Linked DNA regions of Zea mays: regions 2, 3 and 4 are each linked to region 1. Evidence: chromatin contacts called from public Hi-C data. All regions are on one chromosome and are shown on one strand. Each heading gives the region's core, a stretch centred on a gene start, on an enhancer-like site or on the middle of the called end of the contact. The rest is flanking DNA. Distances are from core to core; before and after follow the strand shown. Region 1 holds the start of LOC100193016. Region 2 holds the start of LOC100283067 (beta-1,3-galactosyltransferase sqv-2). Region 3 holds the start of LOC100284462. Region 4 holds the start of LOC103643305 (Cation efflux family protein).

Region 1 (2,947 bases), core at 7-2,506:
GTGGTAGAGGAGTCATTTCAACATTGCCATCAAATGCGACAACATCACTAATAATATTGTAGAAGTATTCAACAACTGGATCAAAGATTACAAGGACCTGCCTGTATGTCAACTTGCTGACAAGATAAGGAATATAATCATGGACCTATTTTTTAGGCGAAGGAGGATCAGTGTGAGGATGTATGGCAAGATTCTTCCAAGTATAGTAAATGTGCTGAAAGCAAGGGCTCGAGGACTAGGTCATTTGTCTCTAGTAATTTTTTTTGAAGCTACTTGTAGTTCCTTCAACTCGTATACGTTCATCGCATTTCTCGATTCAAGCTTCTCCTTGCAGACACACATGAGATGCTTCGCAGTGCTCTACATCATCTCAATGGCCTTGTTGGCGACTTAGTTTGGCTCCATCATCTGCAAAAATGTTCAATCATATGCGAAGCATAACTCCTAACTGAATGTACATAAACAACTAACTGAAAAATATTAAATCTATAAGAATCTACAAACTAAAAAGTAAATGCTAATTGAATCTACAAACTAGAAAACAAATGCTAACTAAATGTACAAACATAATGCTAATCTACAGACTTAAAACTAACTAGACAAAATCAATTACATTATTTATTGACTAAACACAGTTTGTAGATTCTTATAGATTCACTAAACACAAAACCATTTACATTGTTAATCTATACACTATAAGCTAACCCTAAACACACATAACAAACACACATGAATGATCCTGATGCATAGGCTAATGATAACCCTAAATAAACCAGGCCACATGATCTAGGACCGCCCCTTGGGTCGGGCTGATGCGTACCAGGTGCCGAGCCTGCTATCGATGCAAAGGGAACTGTGGATGCGACACTAGCGAATTGCGATGTTGGCGAAATTATAATGACAATAATTCCTCCTTCGTTCCCCATTTACAGTGTAAAACAATGCAAAAGGTGTTTTTGATGACCATATGGGTGAACTACTGTATATTACACCTATGGCCTTGTTTGGGTACACTCGTATTCACCTTAGTCCACATGTATTGAAATGGATTGGAGTGTAAATTAGTTTAAGTTACACTCCAATCCACCTCAATACATGTGGACTGAGGTGAATACGAAAGTACCCAAACAATGCCTATATGGTCACTAAGAATACTGTTTTGTATCGTTTTGTGTTGTAGATTGTACTGTTTATAGAGTAATTTGGATATGAGTATGAATATGGATAAATGAAGATGGTCTTATGCCAAAAGAACAACTTCAACGAGTCCCATTTTGGCAAGGCTTCGGAGTACCAAACTGGCGAATTGCGACGTTGGCGGAATTGTAATGGCAATAATTCCTTCCTCCTTCGTTCCCCATTTCTCCTCTTTCTAGGTTTCTACCCCTCATCGGTCCTCGCTCCACGGCCATGGTGAGGATGAAGCAGGTAAAGATCTCGGTAAAGAAGGACGTGGATTCGTACACAATCCGCGGCACTAACAAGGTCGTCCATGGTAATTCCCCGCATCCCCGATCCGGTTGTATCTTTTCCTGTGAGAGGTATCTGATGCTGTTGCAATGCCTGTGCTGGGAAGTGGGCGACTGCGTGCTGATGCGGGCGTCGGACTCGGACAAGCAGCCGTATGTGGCGCGGGTGGAGAAGATGGAGGCCGACGGACGCGGCAGCGTGCGGGTGCAGGTGCGCTGGTACTACCGCCCTGAGGAATCCAAGGGCGGTCGCCGGCAGTTCCACGGCGCCAAGGAGCTTTTCCTTTCCGATCATTTCGACCTACAGAGCGCCCACACCATCGAGGGGAAATGTGTTGTCCACTCTTTCAAGAACTACACCAAGCTTGATAATGTCGGGCCTGAGGACTTCTTCTCCCGATTTGAGTACAAGGCGGCCACCGGTTCGTTCACCCCTGACCGCGTGGCAGTGTACGGAGCTCCTCAATCCTTTCATTGTTGACTTTTTCTTCTCTGTGCATGCGTTTTGAGCCTGCTTGTGATAATTTGGGTGTGTGTATTTTTCTCTAAAGGTATTGCAAATGTGAGATGCCATACAACCCGGATGACCTCATGGTGCAGTGCGAAGCTTGCAAGGACTGGTACATTTGTCTCAATGATTTTCAATTTACATTTCACTGATATTTGCCTTTGTTCAGTCTATTTTATGCTTCTACAAAGCAAATGCTTTAAATCTCTGGATATTTAGTTTAGTTTCATCATCACTGAGCCACCATAGCTGGTAATCGCCACTATCATCCCCGCTACAACAGTGTGCTCAAGTTCACATATTTAAGTGCACTCTGCCTCTCTCTCACTTCCCACTACTCACTCTGCTGCAAAACGGCCTCTGATGCACCTCAGCTGGGGACGGCGTTGCGCCCTCCGTTGCACATGCTCATGGTCACGGTTGCACTCAGGGAAAGTGTCGTGGGGTCAGATGGCCATGACGCAGCAGGGACCATAGGGGCCCAGGGACACAGGTGGTGAGCCAGCAAGCGCCAGAGGAAGGACAGGAGGCACACTGCCAGTGGTCGGAGCACCTCATTGAGCAAAGCTTGGCGCTTTTGCGTGCAGAGGGGGGGAGCTGGCAACGAGTGGAGCTATTGTTGCTGCTGTTGTGCGCCGAGGTGGAGAGCTGGAATTAGACGATGCTGGATAAGGAGGTTCTCTTGTAGCTGTGGCAGGCAGTAGAGAAGGCCTTAGCCTGCTGCTAGAAGCGTTCCAACCGGAGTCATGTGAGGAACAATGAGTTTCAACAAAGTAAGTGGTGCTAAATCTAACTATTAGCACCTTTGATCACATAGTGCTAACAGTCAACTATCCTAGCCGCAATGTCTGGCTGTAGCGACCGTTATTGCCAGAGGTTTAGGTAATGTTTTTCCAGGGATGGGATGGTTCTAGGTGCGATGTCCCACCTTGTGTTCTGTTTGGTTCAGAGTCATCCAGAGACAGGACGA
Region 2 (2,700 bases), core at 106-2,605, 190 kb before region 1:
GCTCCATCTCAAGTGATGCCAACCGCTTCCCTTGCTGCCTAAAAAGTGGAGGATGTTTACACAGAAGCAATTAGTACAGCTCCAAACTCTGATATATAACAAATTCTGCATGTTTGGAGCACTAGCTCCAATTGGACAGCAAATACGTCTTTCAAGCACGTTAAGAAAATTGTTAGATTGTGCATTGGAAGGCAATTTTGGCATAACCTGAAAGGTTACAGATTTAGAATTACCTGCATGCAACAACCTTCAAGGTATCATCCACAGATATTGCTGATTGCCCCTGAATCACATGCACAAACAGTTAATAGAGCTCTTTAAGCCCGCAGCACTGTTGGATAGTTCCGCTAGAGAACAAAAGAGCCAGATCTCTGGTGCCTACCTGGCCTGTTCGTCTGTCGAGCTCCTTAATGAGATGAAGTCGGTTCTGAGCATCCTGCCACAATCTGAAATTCCAGAAGTCAACAAAATTTCCTCTACAAACAGCAACAAACCATTTCTACAGAGGAACAGTTCCCGTTACTATGACAACCCAGATCAAGCTAAGAGGTAATAAGGTGCCTGAGAACTAAGATTGGTTTTCACCAATACTAGCAGAAAATGTAATACTACAATAATGAACTGTGAACTGCAAAACCCGAGAGGCGAGAGCTGCAGAAACAAACACTAACGTCGCAACAAAATGTGAGCCTCGCACTGGATTTCGTTTGAGAGATTAAAACTTCACTCGCTGTTCTAAAATATACCACCGGCTGGATCAAAACTTCCCTAGCAATATCACCATGAGCATCTCCCGCCAGAGAAATACATGGATCTAGAATCCCCCACGGGCGATCGGTAACACTAACACATGCAAACCAAACAATCCAAGAGAAGAACCCAAGCAGGCGAGCATTCTCACGAAGAAACTAATGCCGGAAACCGGCGGGCGGGCATACTCACCGACCGGCGACGTAGAAGGAGGCCATAGTAGCGAACATAGCGAGCATCATGGCGGACATGGGCGACCGCAGCGCCCCAGCGGCGGACGGCGCCTGCCGCCGCGCCGGGCCCTCCCGAATCTGCATCGAGATCTCGAGCTCGGAGACCTTCACCTGCTCCCGCCCCGCACTCAGCACGGGCCCGCCATGGCCGCCCACGACGAGATATCCGAAGCCGCTATCAGAAAACTCAGCGCCTAGGGGTTGTCTGGTTCCGGGAACTTCTACAACTACAAGCCGCCACGGGGGAGTGGTGGCGCAGCGCAGACGAGGGTTGTGAGTACAGTTTTGGTGGTTTCGCTTGCAACGATTTAGAATTTGGAGAACCCTATGAGCCTATGAGGCGTCGAGGAAGAAGACGACGGTTGATTGCTGTGTGCTATTTGTCTGCAAGGCAAAGAGAGGAACAAATATTTGCTACAAGTAATAAAGCAACAAATAAAGAGTTAACATATGGGTCTAAAATGATTAGAGGTTTAGAAATAGAAAGTAATAATAAATCAATAATTCTCTCATTTCTTTATATACTACTAAAATTTGTCTTAGCAATACCGCATAGGATATTATATTGACACGTGTCCAGATATTATTTATGCATACCATAAAATAGCTAAGACGGTGTTTATTTGAAATTATAATCGGATTATATAATTTGGAGAGATTATAATACAAGAATTAATTAAAATTTGTTAGATTATATAATCTAGACATATTATAATCCCAAACAAAACACCTCCTAAATATACCTTCATAGATAATCTATCTATATTCTATATCTATACCCTATATAAAACTAACACCACTTCGAATTTAGTAGGGGTTGAAAGGGAATAAAAATGAATTGATAAAACAATCCTAGAAAAAAATTCTGCCACTGAAACTTTATGATATTCTAAAAAGATTAGATAACAAAGATTTCTCGTTTTATCTCCTTTCTATGAAAGGGATAAAGCCATGAGAATTTATAAGCACTAGAAAGTTTGACTTTAGTTCGATTTAGAATAGCACCTTAGTTTCTTTTTCAAAAATAATTTGAAGGATCTTTTTTGTTTCGTAGTAGTAGAATTGCTAGAAAATAAAGGATTTCGTTGTAGAATCCTAAAATAAAGATAAAGTACTTTATTTTTTAAGTACTTGCCAATCTAGTTATCCACCTATCTACATATCCTTTCTTTTATCGTAAGTGCACTTAGGTGGGCCAAGAAGGCCTGGCTATAATCTATATCAGAACAAATTCCCTCTTTTTTTATTCAAGATATTTAATACAATGAAAAATTAAAGCACGATTCCCCATAGAAATATGTACATAAGGGGGATTTGTAGATAAACTTTGTAACACTCACTCAAACAAATGCACCTAGAACCATCACACCTTTAAAACTAAGGGACGAAATCTCTTCTTTTTTTACTCACTCAAATCCAACGATATAACTTATTTGGATCATCCCTCCCTCATCAATCACGCTTCCACTTGTGACCCACTCACAGAGTCGAGGGTGTTGAGCCCATAGCTGGCGGCGACGTATAGGTTGGAGGTGGCGCGGGCAGCATGCACGACGTCGCCTATCAGGTAGAGTACGCTGGAGTGCGGTGTGGTGGACTTGAGGCTCATCCCCTGAGATGCCCGCTGTTGTCGAGGGTGAGGACGTTGGGGAAGTCACTTTGGACAATGGTGGCGGTGACCATGGTGACTCATGGCACGACGTTGATGACAATGTCA
Region 3 (3,017 bases), core at 259-2,758, 130 kb before region 1:
TATGAGATTGAAACTGATTGCACCGTAAGTAGTAAAATTTAACATTTATCTTGCTGACTGAAATCAACAAAACCCGATCAAGCAAGTTGAGAACTGACACAAAAAAAGTAAAGAAAGAAGGAAACAAAAGGTAATGAAACAAGCTATTCATTAAGATGTTCTAAAAGCCCTGTTGGCTTCTGCTACTGCACAGTTCTTAGGAAGAGGCTCCTCTGCTCCTCCCTCCTGTCATGGAGACGACGACAGGGCTGCTGCCGATCCGATCAGACGTGTATTTGATGCTCTTCTCCTAATGGATAGCAGAGGCTTGGCACTGCGGTGTCAATAATGTCGACTTGTATTGGACGCTCTTCTCCTCATGGATAGTAGAGGCTTGGCATTGCGGTGTCAATGTCGAAGGTATGGTCGAATCCAAAGCACTCGAGAGGCATGAATTCGTCGTCGAGCACCGGCAGGGGCGCAACCGACGAGACGGCGGCGAACGCAGATGACACCACCTCCTGGAGGTCGCCGTCCGAGGTCCATTCCCTGTACCCGGGTACCGGGCACGGCGAGACGTCCTGGTGCATGCAGCCGTTGGAGTCGGAGGCGACAGACGACGCGAGCGACCACGGGGATGAGGCGCCCCGCACGGGGCAGCTCTCGGGCGTCATGGGCGGGAGCGCGGCGGCGTCCGTGGCGGTGGCCACCGTGAGGCGCGCGGCGAGGCCCTGCAGCGCGGCCTGCGCGTGCGGGTTGTGCTGCTGTGCCGCCCTCTTGGAGCCGCCGCCGGCGGCGGCGGCGGCGGGCCTGCAGGTGTGCTCGCCGTGGTAGACGACGTCGAAGAGCGCCGGGTGGTCGTCGGTGCGCTGCACCTGCTTGGTGGCCGGGCAGTTCTGCGAGTTGCGGTGCGTGCAGCGGTAGTAGGCCCGCGGGTGCTTGGCGCCGAGGATGTCCTTCTGGCCGTACTTGCGCCAGCTGTAGCCGTCGTCGACGGGGCCCTCGGCGCCGCTGCCGCCCGCGGCGCTGACGCGCGCCTGCTGGCTGGTCCAGCGCGCCGTGGCCTTGCGCTTCTTGGGGCTGGCGCTGGCGCTGGCGGCGGCGCGGAAGGGGTGGTCGGAGGCGGCGTCGCTGCTGATCGGGCTCCCGGTCCCGGTGGCGGGCAGCGGCGAGGCGAGGTCCGGGGACGAGCGGAGCATGCCGATGGAGCTGTCGGTGAGCGCGACGATCTGGTGGACGAGGCGGCGGCAGAGGTCGACGGAGGCTGCGTCCCCGGGCGCGCGCAGCTGCAGCTCGAGCTGGCGCACCAGGTCCTGCACGCGGCCCAGGTCCGAGACCAGGCGCGCCCGCCCGCCGCGGCTCTCCACTGCATCAGCCATTGGCGACTGCTGCGGCGATCGATCGAGGCTCGGTGGGAGCCGGAGCAAGGGAGGCCGGTCGTTGCAGCTCGAGGGGCGGTCCGCGTGAGTTGGCGAGCGATCGGCGATCAGGAGTGGCTTCGCTTGACGTGGAGGAGGAGTGGACGAGTGGTGGTGGAGTGGAGGGAAGCGGGATGGCGAGCGGAGGTTTTTATAGCAAGCGTCCGGGCCGGAGTGGGAAGCGCGTCTGCGTCTAGGAATTTCAAGTGAAGTGAGGCGAGGCGACCAGAGGAAGCCGATCATTTGTTTGACCGCCCCAGATCGGGGAGACCGCGCTGCGATTGGCTGCCGCGCTTGCCGGGTCGGGTCCTGGCTTGTCATCTGCTCGCCCGCCCTACTTAAAGCAAGTGAAGTGTGGTTTTCAAGCGAAGTGAGCTTTTCAAGTGAAGTGAGTTTGATCCGACATACTGTTAAACACTTGTCCTCGATCCCTCTTAAGTAATTTGGATAAAACCTCAAGACCTGTAGCTGAACGCTACATTAGTGATATTAAAAACTGTAAAAAAAATGAAGGAAAACTATATTTTAAATGCCAGGTGGCTGGAGATGTTTTTTTTTAGAAATAATTAAGGTATGTTTGGATCCTCCTAGCTAATTATTTGCCAGTGGCTAACAATTAGCAGGCAAATAATTAGCTACCAACAATTATCCAGGATATATTTAGTGTCTCGGCTCACTTATGTCCCTTTTTCTCTTTATACGATACATTAGCACCTATTAGCAAGATCAAATGGCTAATGAGCAAACAGTTTGTCAGTCCTCCAGCTAACAATTAGACAATTTATTAGTTAGCGTGTTCGGAGGGTAATATGCTAAAATTAGACGACAAATTGTTTGCTGCATGGATCTAAACATGCTCTAAGACATCTTCGAAGCCAATCAGACATGTTTGTACAGTTGTTATACATGTAAGCTAAAGGGGGAGACAAACTGTGATCAGCTTAATATATAAACGATTTACGATATTTAAATCTTCTAGATATGTAATCTTCTAGATACTAGATAGAATCATTTCTTATTGTTGGCGAAAACGACTTGTCCTGTAAAAAAAACCATCCGATTCCCATGGATGTCTTGTTGATCTCTATATAATCATGGGTCCGGTCCAATATTTCACTTTAGCGGTTTGGGTGGCACTAGTTGGTTATGTTGTTGTTTGACCGTTGAACGAACCGCCGCGTCCCGGGTCGGGGTGGGGGATCCGCTACCGTTAGCAAGCATTGGGGGGAATCTTGGACCGGTTCCACGGTCTTTCTCTGCCTCTCAAGTCTCAACCAACCAACCAGAGAGAAGGGAGCTGCAATGCAATCCAATTGAGGGTTCAATTCAAAGTCAAAATCCTGACCGGTTCAAACCTCTCAACTTGCCATGAGTTGCACTTTTCCCTCTCTCTAATTGCATCTCCGCCGTGTCAGAAACCACCGGCATACAGGAGCATGAGCTGCTGCTGCTCCGAGTTTGGGTTGGTGAGCGAGAGTGAGGGCAGCATGCCCCGATCTGTTCTGTTGTTCTGCTGGAGATTTAAAAGATTCGGTCACTTTTGGGTCGTCTTATAACTTGACCTCGTTTCGTTTTCTCCGTTCGTGCACAGCCTGTATATCTTTTGTCTGGTCTCGCTCC
Region 4 (2,707 bases), core at 205-2,704, 150 kb after region 1:
CTACTAGTTGATATTTCCCTAGGCTCAAGAATCCTCTCAAATGACTCCAACACAATCAGTGCACCAACAAGAACCAAGAACACTGCATTGACATACCCTGACAGGACCTCAAACCTGCCCCTTCCAAAGTTGTACATCCCATTTGCAGGCAATCTTGCGATGTAGGATGCATAGAGACCAATTGCCAGTGCAGCACAGTCAAACAACATATGGCAAGCATCAGAGATCAGCCCAAGACTATCACTCATGAACCCACTGCCAAATTCCACAAACATATAGGCTGTATTAATCAATAGAAACACAGCAATCTTCCTCGACTTTCGCTCACTCAAGATATGCCTAACTGGCCCCATAACTGCCTCAAAAACTGATTCTGAGACATCTTCAGTTCCAAGTTCCACATATCCTGCAGGGGCCAGCTCCCTGCTGGCGATCCACAAGAGGAACCCACAGATCAAGAAGCCCGGTAGAGACAGCTTTGGGTAGTACAGCAGCTCCAGAACAAGAGTGCATAAGAACGTCATTGCAAAATCCACACTTGGCCTACCACCGCTGCTGCCATGCTCCTGTCGTCGCCCCAAAGCCATGCCAAAGAAGGCAGAGTTAAGCAGCAGCCACCAGAGCGGGCTGATCGGGACTGCTCCATCAGGAGGACCATCGCCCGCATTGCTGCCACCGAAAAAGAAGAGACCCACAAGCGCCGGCATGCAGAGGAAGGCAGCGAGCGCAAATACCGCCGCGCGGGCGCGCCGACTGCGAGTGGCATGCCGCGCCGTGGCCGATTGTTCGACCGAGGAAAGGAAGCCAGAGGTGAAGGGGATAGCGAGGATCACAGAAGGGGAGATGCCCACAAGGGAAAAGGCGGCGACGGCTATGGAGAGGACACGGCGGCGGGAGGGGCGGCGTAGGGCGCGGGCGAGCAGGGAGCCGGCGGAGTCAGCTAGGACGAGGAGGCCCGGGGAGGGGAGGATGCGGAGGGCCACAAGCCGGAGGAGCATAGAGAGCGCAAGGAGGAGGGCCAGGCCGAGGAGAGCGGGGAACCCCGGGAACGGGTGGTGAGGCTGGTGGGTCTTCCGGGACGCGGCGGCGAAGTGGAGGAGGAGGAGGGCGGCGGCCGAGAGCAGCGCGAGGGGCGGGGAAAGCGCGAGCGCGTGGGCCAGAGAGGGGAGAGCGCGCACGGCGGGCGCGAGGAGGAAGAGCGCGTGCAGCACGAGTAGACGGAGGAGCGCGGCGGCGTAGGGGGAGGACGGCGAGGCGGAGGAGGAGGGGAGGCCGCGGGCTTTCGACGGGGTAGGGAGCGGCGTGGAGGGGAAGCGGAAAGAGTGGTGCGCGGATAGCCGCGGCGGCACGGCCAGCCGAAGGTGCGGCGTGTGGCGGCTAGACATGGGCGGCGGCGGATGGGGGAACGGAGGGCCGGGTGCCGGTAGAACGGGGAGAGGCGTGGAGCCGTGGACTGCGGCAGTAGGATGGGCTTGGGAAATTCCCCGTTACGTTTTTAGCTCCCCTACGACAAAAAAATTTTACAGCGGAAATCCCATGGACGTACGTGGGCGACATTTTTTTCCATCGACGTTCCCCTGCGGAGATAAATCTAGGATAAATCTAGTCGGAGATCTCTATCCTCGTTTAAACTTTAATTAAAACGTACTTACTTTGTTATTAATGTAAATCATTGGCACTTATAGACATTATCTGATTTAAAAAAATCATTATATATACATCAAAATAAACATATTTGTACAAATAAGTGATATCTTGATAAGGTAATTATTTATTTTATCATTAACTATTACATGAAAACATTGTCACGTGTAAGTTTAACGGGTCCCACGAGGAATAGAGATGGGGAATGCTTCCCGTTCTCGTTTACGCGTCGGAGGAGAATTTTTTCCCGTTTAGATCCCCATGTGAAAAGAAACTTCTTCATCTCTATCCGCTAACGAAAAAATTCCCCGCGGTGAATCGGGGATTGATGCCCAATTGTCATCTCTAACGGGTAGTCTCGTCTCGTGGTTCGTCGATCAGCTTGGTTGGCTAGACGATGTGTTAGGCTCGAAATTTAGAGTTCTACCAAGGATTAGCCCAACAGTCTATCCATAGTTTATCCAAAAACATTATTTTACATTATTCTGCACTATAAACTATATTATGGGTGAAGTTTGAATATGAAGATGGGGATGGATAAGCTGCTAGAGATAGTCTTAGTCTCGGAATATGGGCCTTACTTTTTAGGCCAGCATGAGACAGTTTAAAAACAGGAGCCCAAAGCACGGGCCAACATAAAAAATATGAGTCGGGCTAGCATGGTTCGAAGGGTCTGGACTCTGGACCAGGCCTATGGAGCCCATATCCGTCAAGCTCCCGCCATGACCCGCACGTATGGGTTGGGCTTGGGCTGGCACGACCCAATGGAGCCCATATTATTTAATTTCTTTAATTTAGTAAATTATGAACTTTATGTGGTTGTAATATTTAGACTTTATGTGGTCAGATGATGCTTGCATTGCTTAATATCTTTAATTTAGCAAGCTATGGACTTTATGTGGTTGCAATATTTGGACTTTATATGGTTCAAATATATGGGTTGTGCTTGGGTCGGTATGGCCCAACGAAGGCACGTCGTGCTTTAGGGCTAGGTTGGCCTACTATTTCTACTCTTTTGGACTGGCATGGCATGGCCAAAATGTTTTTTGGGGCCTTCTTAGCC

The links. A called contact is a pair of places that touch in the nucleus more often than the background predicts.
Region 2: a Hi-C map of leaf shows a contact between it and region 1, with 4 times the contacts expected there. The contact joins the promoter of LOC100283067 here to the promoter of LOC100193016 in region 1. A contact is called at or near these places in 3 of 25 Hi-C or Micro-C datasets (bundle sheath, leaf and tassel).
Region 3: a contact with region 1 is called in a Hi-C map of leaf, with 4 times the contacts expected there. The contact joins the promoter of LOC100284462 here to the promoter of LOC100193016 in region 1. A contact is called at or near these places in 6 of 25 Hi-C or Micro-C datasets (bundle sheath, ear, endosperm and 2 more).
Region 4: a Hi-C map of leaf shows a contact between it and region 1, with 4 times the contacts expected there. The contact joins the promoter of LOC103643305 here to the promoter of LOC100193016 in region 1. A contact is called at or near these places in 4 of 25 Hi-C or Micro-C datasets (endosperm, leaf and tassel).

Annotation. Positions count from the first base shown.
Region 1 is chr1:221,333,381-221,336,327 of Zm-B73-REFERENCE-NAM-5.0, reverse strand. It overlaps LOC100193016, which reads left to right and starts at 1,256. Exons shown (of 5, transcript NM_001138184.2): 1 at 1,256-1,495; 2 at 1,577-1,919; 3 at 2,021-2,089. The coding sequence starts at 1,411.
Region 2 is chr1:221,524,952-221,527,651 of Zm-B73-REFERENCE-NAM-5.0, reverse strand. LOC100283067 (beta-1,3-galactosyltransferase sqv-2) reads right to left here and starts at 1,355. Exons shown (of 12, transcript NM_001155969.1): 1 at 943-1,355; 2 at 383-446; 3 at 234-283; 4 at 1-38. The coding sequence starts at 1,067.
Region 3 is chr1:221,466,446-221,469,462 of Zm-B73-REFERENCE-NAM-5.0, reverse strand. LOC100284462 reads right to left here and starts at 1,508. Exons shown (of 1, transcript NM_001157357.2): 1 at 23-1,508. The coding sequence starts at 1,358. The coding sequence ends at 357.
Region 4 is chr1:221,185,874-221,188,580 of Zm-B73-REFERENCE-NAM-5.0, reverse strand. LOC103643305 (Cation efflux family protein) reads right to left here and starts at 1,454. Exons shown (of 1, transcript XM_008666456.4): 1 at 1-1,454. The coding sequence starts at 1,385.